2 separate regions of the Rattus norvegicus genome follow, and region 2 is linked to region 1. Evidence: chromatin contacts called from public Hi-C data. All regions are on one chromosome and are shown on one strand. Each heading gives the region's core, a stretch centred on a gene start, on an enhancer-like site or on the middle of the called end of the contact. The rest is flanking DNA. Distances are from core to core; before and after follow the strand shown.

Region 1 (4,730 bases), core at 1,577-4,076:
ACTACACTGTTTGTTCCAAGAAATGGTACAAGGCAGATAAGGCTGAAATCAAAGGTTAATTTTCTTGTTTGCTTCAAGAAATTCCCCCAATCATGTATTAGGAAAAACAAAATCTGCTCTCCTGGGTAAAAAGCCTACTTATTAGGGTATCAGTTTACTCATTCAAAAAAATCATTCCACTAAGTCCACCAACCCCAAGTCATGATTCATATACCTGTGTGCAGTGTGTTGCCCTGAAAGACCTCCCTTAAAACAACCTGTACTCAGAACTCAAAGCTCTATAAATGTCCATTCTTTACCCTCGCCTTCCTGAGACTGAAGACATTCTGTGACAGTGCTAGACTTTCTTACTGTCATGAGTTCAGACACATCACAGCATGCTTAATTTATAGTTAATTGGCCCATGAAGGTTGTAGTATTAGTTACTAGTGTTTCATGGGTTTTGTGCTCCTTGATTTACATGTCTTCTGTGTAGGAACAACAATAACAACGACAGCTTTCACAATGCAGAGGCCCTGGGTGACTCTGGTTCTGTTAGGTTGAGAATCATTTTTATTTTTCAAAAAGAAGACTGACTACATTATAGCTCAATGGTAAAGATTTTTCTTTTCCTTCCTTTCTTTCTTTTTTGATGCATATAATGTTCTGGGTTCAATTCCCAGAACTGCAAAGAAAAAAGAAAAATGATAATGAAAGTCTAATATTTTTGTCTGTCTGCTTAAGTTTTAAAAATCTAGAAAAAATTATTTTCAAGTGTTTTAAAACTTTATTCACTTAAAATTCTATTTTAAATTGACAAAATATAATTACACACATTTTGTGCAGGGTAAGGTATGTGATTAAATAAAGAATTAACATACTCTTTCCTCACATACTCAGTAACATGTTATCATAACTATAACCATCATGCTGGGCCAAAGACCTTACAAATCTGTTCTTTTTGCCCAGCTGAGAATTGTTCCCAAGCACTCTTACCTCCCTACCCCTTCTTGCCTCTCCCATTCCTGGAAGTCACCACTGTGCGCTCTACCAAGAGATTATTTTGAATCCTAAATATAATTGATATCAAACAGTTGATCTCTTTTTGTATCTGGTTTATTTCAGTTAACATAATGTCCCCAGGTTAATCCATGTTGCTATAAGTGACAGAAATGTCTAAGGATAATGCATATGTGTATATATGATATGTGTATACATATATCACTTTCTTCATCTACCCACCTGTCCACAGACACTTCGTTTCAGTTCTATCACTTGGCTACTTCAGACCATGCTGCAGCGAATACCAGGGCAGAGACAGCAGACATATTGACTGCAGCTCCCTTGGATGCATACGCAGAAAAGTATTGCTGGACCATAGGGTTACTCTGCCCTTTAATTCTTAGGAACTTTTAGGGTGAATGGTTTTCCATAATGGTTACTCTGGGTACAGGCTCACCGACAGTGAACAAGGGTTCCCTTCTCTCTGCTTTCACGTCGAGAAGAAACGTAACTTAGAGCAAGAGCGCCGTGCTTGTCAGGTTGCCTTCTGTTTGCTGTCATCTGAAACGAGGAACATGCTTGAATGCTTCGTTCACTTGACCTCTGGAATAGGCTGGCTCCTTGTCCCATCACCACAGAAACGAAGCTCAGGAGCTGCAGACATCACAGACAATGTTATTTGAGGTGGACTATTTGCTCTGCCCCCCGTGTTCGGAGGAAGGGCAGACATGCTTTTGATTCTCTTTCTGTGACTTGGGCTGAAGTCACATCCGTTAGCTGCTACACGTGGTTCCTGCAGACACGGCTCTCCAGTCAAGTTGACTAAATAGAATGATTAGTTATTTCGGCATTGTGATGGCCACAACACCTGACAGCAATCACGGAAGGGAGGAGCGACTCATTTTGGCTCACGGTTTCCATCAATTTAAGGCTAGGACAGGGAAGGTATGCGGAGCAGCTCAGCCCATGGCCACAAGAGCTGTGGCAGAAGCTGCTCATCATTATGGTGTAGCAGGAAGTAGACAAGGAAGCAGGACCTAGAGGCCAGGTATAACGAGAAAAGCCTACTCTGAGCGACCTACTTTTGTTGGCCAGGACCCACCTCCTAAATATTCCACAGCCGCCCTAAATAGTACTGCCAGCAGGGAAACAAACATTTGAAACCTAGCCTATGGGGCGACATTTTGCATTCAAACCATTACAAATATTAAATCATCTAAATTGTCTCCACTAGGCTCTTGGCAGCTGTGTACTCTCTGAATAACGAAGGGAAAAATAGACCTGCTTCCTATCTCTCCCCAAACCTGAACAGCAAGCCCTTTTTAAAATGCATGTAAACTCACAGGCTTCTCTTTTCGTCTTTACACACGGAGACCGAACTCAAAGCTCGGTAGTGACTGTATAGAGCAGTCCTGCTCGATTTGGTACCGAGGCTACCTGAGAATGCCCCTCCTTCCAGTGGAAGCGCAACTAAACTTGAGTTCCAGATAAACAACAGATACTTCTGAAGTGTTAAGCGTGGCTCACAGATTGCACGGGGATATACTTACACTAAAAATAATCTTATTTATCTGAAAACCAAATTGAAGTACTCGTCCTGTACTCTGTCTGGCAAGCCTCCTAGGAATTATGAAAGTGTGCTTGAATTAAAGCCAGCTTTCTCTGCTTGTTCTTCTAGAATATTCTGAGCATGCCATAAACTTGCCTGTGCTTCTTAAATTGATTTATTAAGTTACCTGTGTGGTGTGGAGCAGTATCCGACCAGACTAGCAAGGAACTACAAAGAAGCCTCTGTTGAGCAGAAGCAAGTTTGCTGTGGGAACGGAAAAGGCAGGAATTAACTTGGGTCTTCTGAGTTTAGGCTTCAGGGAGGAAAATGAAGAAGTGGCTAGGAAGATCTTAAGTGCAGCAGTTGAAAATAACATTCAGCTGTCAGAGCTCTCTGTTTAGAAGTGTATCTTTCTGTCATTCTTGCCAGCTTTGTGCCGGGAGAAACGCAGTCAGCGAGTCTCATTTACAACACCAGGGTGATTGTGGCCAGATGTCAATCTTGGTGTTTCCCTATTTTATTGCTGTTATATTATCTTTAAACTACTGAACAATGGTTTGTAATGAGATTCCTAATACACAGTAGTCAAAATCATCAAGTTACAAGGTCTGGGAAGCCCATCTTGAAAGTATTTTCGATACTTTCTACCCTTTTCAGAAACCCATTCATTTATCTCAGTATCTCACAGTTATAGGGTCCTCCGTTCACACTCTGAACAAATAAAAAAGATCTTCTGGGGAAAATATGTTGGTGTAGTTATTGTTTTCATTATCGTACATCATGTTCATATTACTGTGGGAAAGAGCCCTTTTCCCTTGGAAAGGAAGTTTCCCGAGAGGCTGATGTGTGGAAGCATGTTGGTACAACATCGCCCTCCACTGTCTGCTAAAGGGAATGCAGACTTTTGTGGTTCTTGCCGACAAAGCCGGAGCGGGGAGTTTAAGTAGGTTTGTCAAATTAGAGGTGGGTCCCCTGACTGTTGTAAGCACAGGTATGAGGTTATCAACAGGAGCGATGGGCTGGGCTTGGACCATTAGTTTTCTAAAAAAACAAAAACAATATGAAGTGTATGCTAACTCTGGGTGGGGATTAGGAAAGGGATTGAAAATCCTCTTCAGTGAGTTTTAGCAAGACATCGACACAAAGGATGTAAGGCTCTTTATCGTGTTTGTTCTCCTCTCTTATATTGCTGCAGATCATGACAGACAAAAGGAAAGAAAGATCTACTGTAGATCTCAGCAGCCAGCCCGGGAGCTGGATGAGGGTGGACTCAGGTCCCATAGCATCTAATCATTTGCTGTGCCCTCTACCCAGTCCATCTGGCAGGGCAGAAATGTCTGTTTATTTTATACTCACTGAAGTCTGGGAACAATGCCTCCTCCCCAGGGTGACTACTACCACTTAGGCTGGCCTCTGGGGTCACCTAGTATTCTAACCGTGATTCTGAGTAAACACCAAGTGTTAGAGACGTGTGGGTTTCATAAACCCTTTGCATTTTGTATGTCATAAGCCTGAAGTACTTGTCTAAGTCTTTTATTCTAGAGTATGTTATTTCTACTAGACCAGTGCTGTTGGTGACATTTTAGTTAGTGTTGGTGGCAAAATGAGTTCCCAAAGTGTTCCATCAATGCCTCATTATAAGGAAGGATTTGGGAGGGTGGGCTACCTGTTGAAGTTTACTGTTGTCTAAGTCTGTTTAATTCAAGAAAATGCGTGATGTCCCATTCGAGACAGACTAGTAGTTAGTTTTGGTCTGTTGGTAAATGTTTTTTCTGCTACAGTGGCATGTGAAGTGTTAGGGGAGAATCATTACTCGGTATATTTGGATGGAGTTCAGATTCTCAGACTCAGAAGACACTGTTAGATCAAGCTAAGGTCACTGCCAGATCAGTGCACTGAATGTCAGGGGTGGCTTTTTAGTCTGCTGAGTAAAAGAAAGAAGCTGGTAGCATCTTAGTCAGTTTTAAAACTCTCTTGTAGACTCAATAATTCTGCTAAGTCTCTAAGTTTGATTCTTCCAAGCGTTGACTTACAAGGAGAAGCAGCACCAGACCAAAGCCAAGCCAACAAATGTAACACTTTAACAGCCCTCAACGTGTCTTCCTAAGTAAGGCTATGTAACCAAATTCTTCTGAAAACTGTGGTAAATAGAGTTAAAGAAACCCATACTTCGGGAGACATCAGATTTTGAGAAATTTAG
Region 2 (4,961 bases), core at 558-3,057, 260 kb before region 1:
AGCTATAATGTTATGAAATATTTTTAAATATCTAAAATATAGTAATGTTTACTCAGGTAAACAAATATAAAGTGGTCTTAAATTAAAGTTTGTTACAAGCTGCCAATAAAACATAGAAATCTTCCTTTATACCTCATATAAATCCCATTTTATTTGGGAAAAGAAACATCAAAAGTTATTTATAAAATGTACCCTTTTAAAAAGTACGTTGAAAAGATTATAAAAAAATCAAAAGTATTTTATTAATTACTCAACATTTAAATGTATGTATAAAATATAAAATATTATTAAGGAAAATTAATATACCAATGCTAACATTAATAAAATCAGCTGCTTGATTTAGGTAGAGAACAATGTTCTTCTGTTAGTAAGCAAGACAAATCACTCATATGTGGCTGTGTGCAACATGATTCTTTTGAAACCAAAGAGTTTGAGGAAGTGATGTTGCAATCCTGTCCTTTTTATGAAAACCATGGCAAAGAAAAGGTCAAATAAATAATATGTATGATACCATTCTAATAAGAAAAAGCCCATAGCCTTAACCTAATGTCTGCCAAATGAGCTAAACATACAAAAGGAAGGCAGTTGCCTAAAAAATATAATAGTCTGGTTAAAAGTTATTTTTCAAGTAGCATATAGTAATCTAAAGTTCATTAACTTTAAAGTTGGTATTTCAATAGCTTACAAAAGAATCTGTATATGACAACCTAAACTTTGATTTTTAAACATGGTAGGATGACAAAAATTCACCTTATTAAATTTTACTAAATTATTTAAAGTTATCAAATAATTACAAGTATACAAATCAAAATTTGTGTAGTTTTTATGTTCATGTAGCAGTGCTAAAAACAGAGTTAACACGTACCTGCCTGTGCATACAAATTAAAGCTAACACAGTAGATAGTTTAAGAGAGAAAAACTACCTAGGTACATATCTTTTCTACCAATATGTGGCAGAGCAAACTCATTTAATCATTAACAAGCAACAGCCAAAATATGTTTTATGCATCATTAAAACCCCATTGAGGCCATTACAGTCCCCAGCAAAGTGATGCTGGAAACCACCTTCACCCTGGCCACCACATTCCCTCCTGACCTCACTCGGCTGAGGCAGCTAGAGGGTGAACTGCAAGACTCTCAAGTAAGCCTTTATTAACTATGAGAAATAAATTATATTAAGTGTTACTTTTGAACTCAGAAATGAGGGAAGGGGTTGTTAAGATATCAAATTTACTAAGAAAATAATTATGTGAGAAATAAGTTGCTGTCACAAGAGAGACTTGCCAGATACTGCATTTAAGCAAGTTGTTATATACACCTTTAGATTCAATTTGTGACAGAGAGATTAGTCTATGATACCAAATTGCCTGAGGAGATTTAAAAAAAAGTGGGGGAAATGTTTGGTGAACAACATTGCCGATTCTTTAAGCAGTGTTTGTAAGGAGAAAAGACCACCGTGATTCAATTGTTACATTGTTACAAAATGCCCTTCTGTACCTAACTTCCAGATTGGAGTCTCTAATAAGTTCGCTTCTACTTCCTTAACTCCTCCTTTCTCTGATTTTACAAAATACAATTCTAAAATTTGAAAATTGCCTAGAAGTTTGTGAGAACGCACAGAAAGGTTGTCAGAGCCAGACACATATTAAATATTAATTATAATGATGACTGTCATCTTCTACAGTGATTATGTCATTATATAGGAATGCTAATTAAGGCATAAAATGACTTGTTAATTGAGAACGTGTTCTGAACAAACACATTTGTACTTGTGTATTTAATAGAAAATCCAGCCTGGGGACTGGGCCGTAATAGACTGCAGTTCTATTTTCTAAAATGCTGACATTTGAGCAAATGTTCCCATGGAATGTTTGCCTGATTCGTGGACTGACATTTCCTCTTTGTAACTTGCTTAACTAAAAAGGAGCCATGCAGGCCAAACCCCACAGTACTCACAGGCAGCAGGCCATTTCTTGCCGCTGAGACTTTCATAAGGTTTCTCTTTTACTTCCCTCTTCCCTTACCACCATTCTGTCTTTTTATTCTGACACGAACAATCTCAAAGCTGCTTCTAGTCATCTTACGATGGAAGACATACCTGAAAAAATTGAGATTTCCACCTGGGATTTGTCAGAAACTCAGTGTATTACAGCCCCCACGGCTTCTTCCATCCTGCTATACTCGTGTGTTATCAATAGTAGCTTTCTTTCTTATTTTAGATTTACTCACACAAAGAACCCAGGGAGCTAAGCTGATGGAAATCAGTGTGTATTGTCACTCATCTTTCATTCTAAATTCAAGGCTGGACCCTTGTCTGTGACACTTTGCTGCCATCTATGTGTACAAAAATGCATAACAAGCATCCTGTGGCAGTGACTTTCCTGGGTCCCTAAAGGAATAATCCTGTCTCTCATCTAGATAAAGGACAGCCTTCCTACTCAAGAGGAGAAACTTGCTGGGAATTTCTAGGACTTCCTGTGAACCAACTCCATTAACAATGACTTGCAAAGGTGCATTATTTAATGCATCTAATTTTTATTGTAGCCAATAGTTGTTTTCTCAATGTGGATATTAACAAAATATTTTTATTATAGTCAATACTTTTTCTCCCATTACAAATACTAAAAATTATTAATTAATATAATAACATTTACATAGTTAACAATTGAAAAATAAAAGTAAAAACTGAGATACTGAAGAAACTTAAGTAAATAAATTCAATAAAATAAGTTAATTTTAATCAAAATTGCCATTTAAATATCTTGCCAAGTAACAGGATAAATGACCACTTAGCCAAAATTTTAATATAAGGTAAAAAGAAAAGTAGTATTTTCTCTTGTGAAGTAAAAACAAATACTGTGGTATAATAACCATTTTAACCAGTGCTAATCTACACTGAAATGCTCCTCCCCAGAAAAGGCAGAGGAGTCGACCAGAACCTCTCAGCCTGGCTGTGGATGATGCTAACAAATGCACAGCAGACTCATCCTCCGTGGCCAGTGCTGTGGGGGGAGGACACAAGTAAAAGCAGCCTCTCCTCAATGTATCCATAGGAAAGAAGGGCGACTGACAGTGAGGACGAGGGACTGTCCTAAAGAACATCCTTTGAAAGTCGGAGGTCTGGTTTGTTGATATTATTGATTGCTAAAGGAGAAAAGCAGCAGAGAGAAAGGTGCTGGCCCGATGAAAAGCCCTAATGTTGCTCCTTCCACTCTACTCGCCCATTCTTTATAACTTTCCAACAGCACCTCTGTAAAATTTCACTTTACTCATTAGTACTGTGACTGCATATAACTTAGTTCATAATGAAATGTACCAATCTCCAAAGAGTTCTACAAGTACTATTCTGATGGACTTAGCCATTATAAGAGACCAAGCAACGCTTCACAGTCTTCTAAACAAAACAATTCTAACTAACTGCATATTAGAAAATAAACATGCAAAAGATATAAGGTTGTTATCATTTAATAACAATTATGTCTATTACTCGTTGATATTAATGTTTTAAAAGTACACACCATATAGTACAAAAAGTTTCTTGTTGCTGGCACTGACAAAGTATCAGTATTTACATAGAAACCGAAATAATAAAAACTCCTTATGCATTAAGATTCTTTGAATTAGAAAAGGTCTCATTTTATCTTTTTGTTCTAATTTTAAGGACTCAACTTTAACAAAATAAATTTTATAAACACAACACATACTAAAATGATAAAGTGAGGACTGTGCCTAAAACCAGGTTCTATTAGGTCTTTTAAAGAGGAGCTTAATTCTTCAAACACAGACACCAATCTGAGAGTGTATACACTTATCTAATTAGGAATTCTAAAATCTGTTTCCATTCATCACAAAAGGAAAAGAAATGGTTTCATTCACAATATATTTACTAATGACTTAACATTTCTTCCCATTAGAATTTACAAAATCACCTGGATATAAACATTAAGATGCACATAAGCATTTAACAATTTTAATTAATTTCAGCTTAATATGCATAAGTTGTTACAATACTAAAATACTTCTTTTGATCTTGTTTAGCAAAAAAGCTACTACTGTAAATAGATTAAGGCTGGAAAAGCTAACAAACACACCTTTGTGTGGTCCATTAATTATATACAAAATTCCAAACATTATTAGCTGTTATCAAAATTACAATCCCACCTCGATCCAATAAAGCAGAACAATCTGTTTGAACGAGGAACGGAGAACTTTCATAGAGTGTTCTCTCCCATAAAAATTCTTAATGGACTATAAAGGACTTTTTAAGTGGTTTTAGATTTGAATTCAATTGCTTAAATCTGTAACAGGCTTCCAAGAAGAATGTGAGCCAGAAACAAGCAGAGACCCCCACCCGCAGTGTACACAGCTACCTATCCTCATCAATAGAGGGTTTTAAAGACCAAATTTCATCCTAGACATACTGAAACTGATCAGCCATATTCATGCTATGACAGTTTATATAGTACAAACACTAATGTTAAATTATAACATGAAAAAACATTATCATAAGTTTTCTTTGTAATGAAGTGATTACCAAGTATTTTAAGTATCAAAAGAACTGTGCCTATAAAGAAGAGGGGACAACAATATTCAGAATGAAAAGAGGGCTACAGAACAAGAACAAACAAAAGGCGACTGTCCTTGGCCATAGTATAGGCTTGTCCCTACCGACGGAGACATTGTTCATGTTACCTTGCATCCTCTGTAAAGGAGTCACATTCCCGAGAAACGTTCACGCAAACAGAAGCGTGCATGGAGCATGCTTGCGCAGCAGTCTAGATATAAACAACACGGACCCTTACGCTTTCAAGGCTGCAGGGATGGTTCTCTCTCAACCATAGTGCTTTGCTCCTCAGGCCTGAGTTATTTTAATATTAACAATGTGCTAACAAACTAGAGGATTTATGTTGCTTTGATTTCATTCAGGAATTCCATGTGATAGAGTAACAATTTCCTCAATT

The links. Hi-C and Micro-C count contacts between places; a contact is called where the count stands out from the background.
Region 2: a contact with region 1 is called in a Hi-C map of the A7r5 cell line, with 3 times the contacts expected there. The contact joins two enhancer-like sites. A contact is called at or near these places in 4 of 12 Hi-C or Micro-C datasets (the A7r5 cell line, the Rat2 cell line, frontal cortex and 1 more).

Annotation. Positions count from the first base shown.
Region 1 is chr17:32,156,302-32,161,031 of GRCr8, reverse strand. No RefSeq gene overlaps it. Among named protein-coding and RNA genes, the nearest start is that of Gmds, 150 kb to the left of the region's middle. Within about 2 kb of position 2,826, at least 8 of the 93 cell types and tissues checked have an H3K27ac peak or open chromatin away from gene starts, as enhancers often do.
Region 2 is chr17:32,417,732-32,422,692 of GRCr8, reverse strand. The region is part of intron 4 of Gmds (GDP-mannose 4, 6-dehydratase); the gene reads right to left. Among named protein-coding and RNA genes, the nearest start is that of Gmds, 120 kb to the right of the region's middle. Within about 2 kb of position 1,807, at least 23 of the 93 cell types and tissues checked have an H3K27ac peak or open chromatin away from gene starts, as enhancers often do.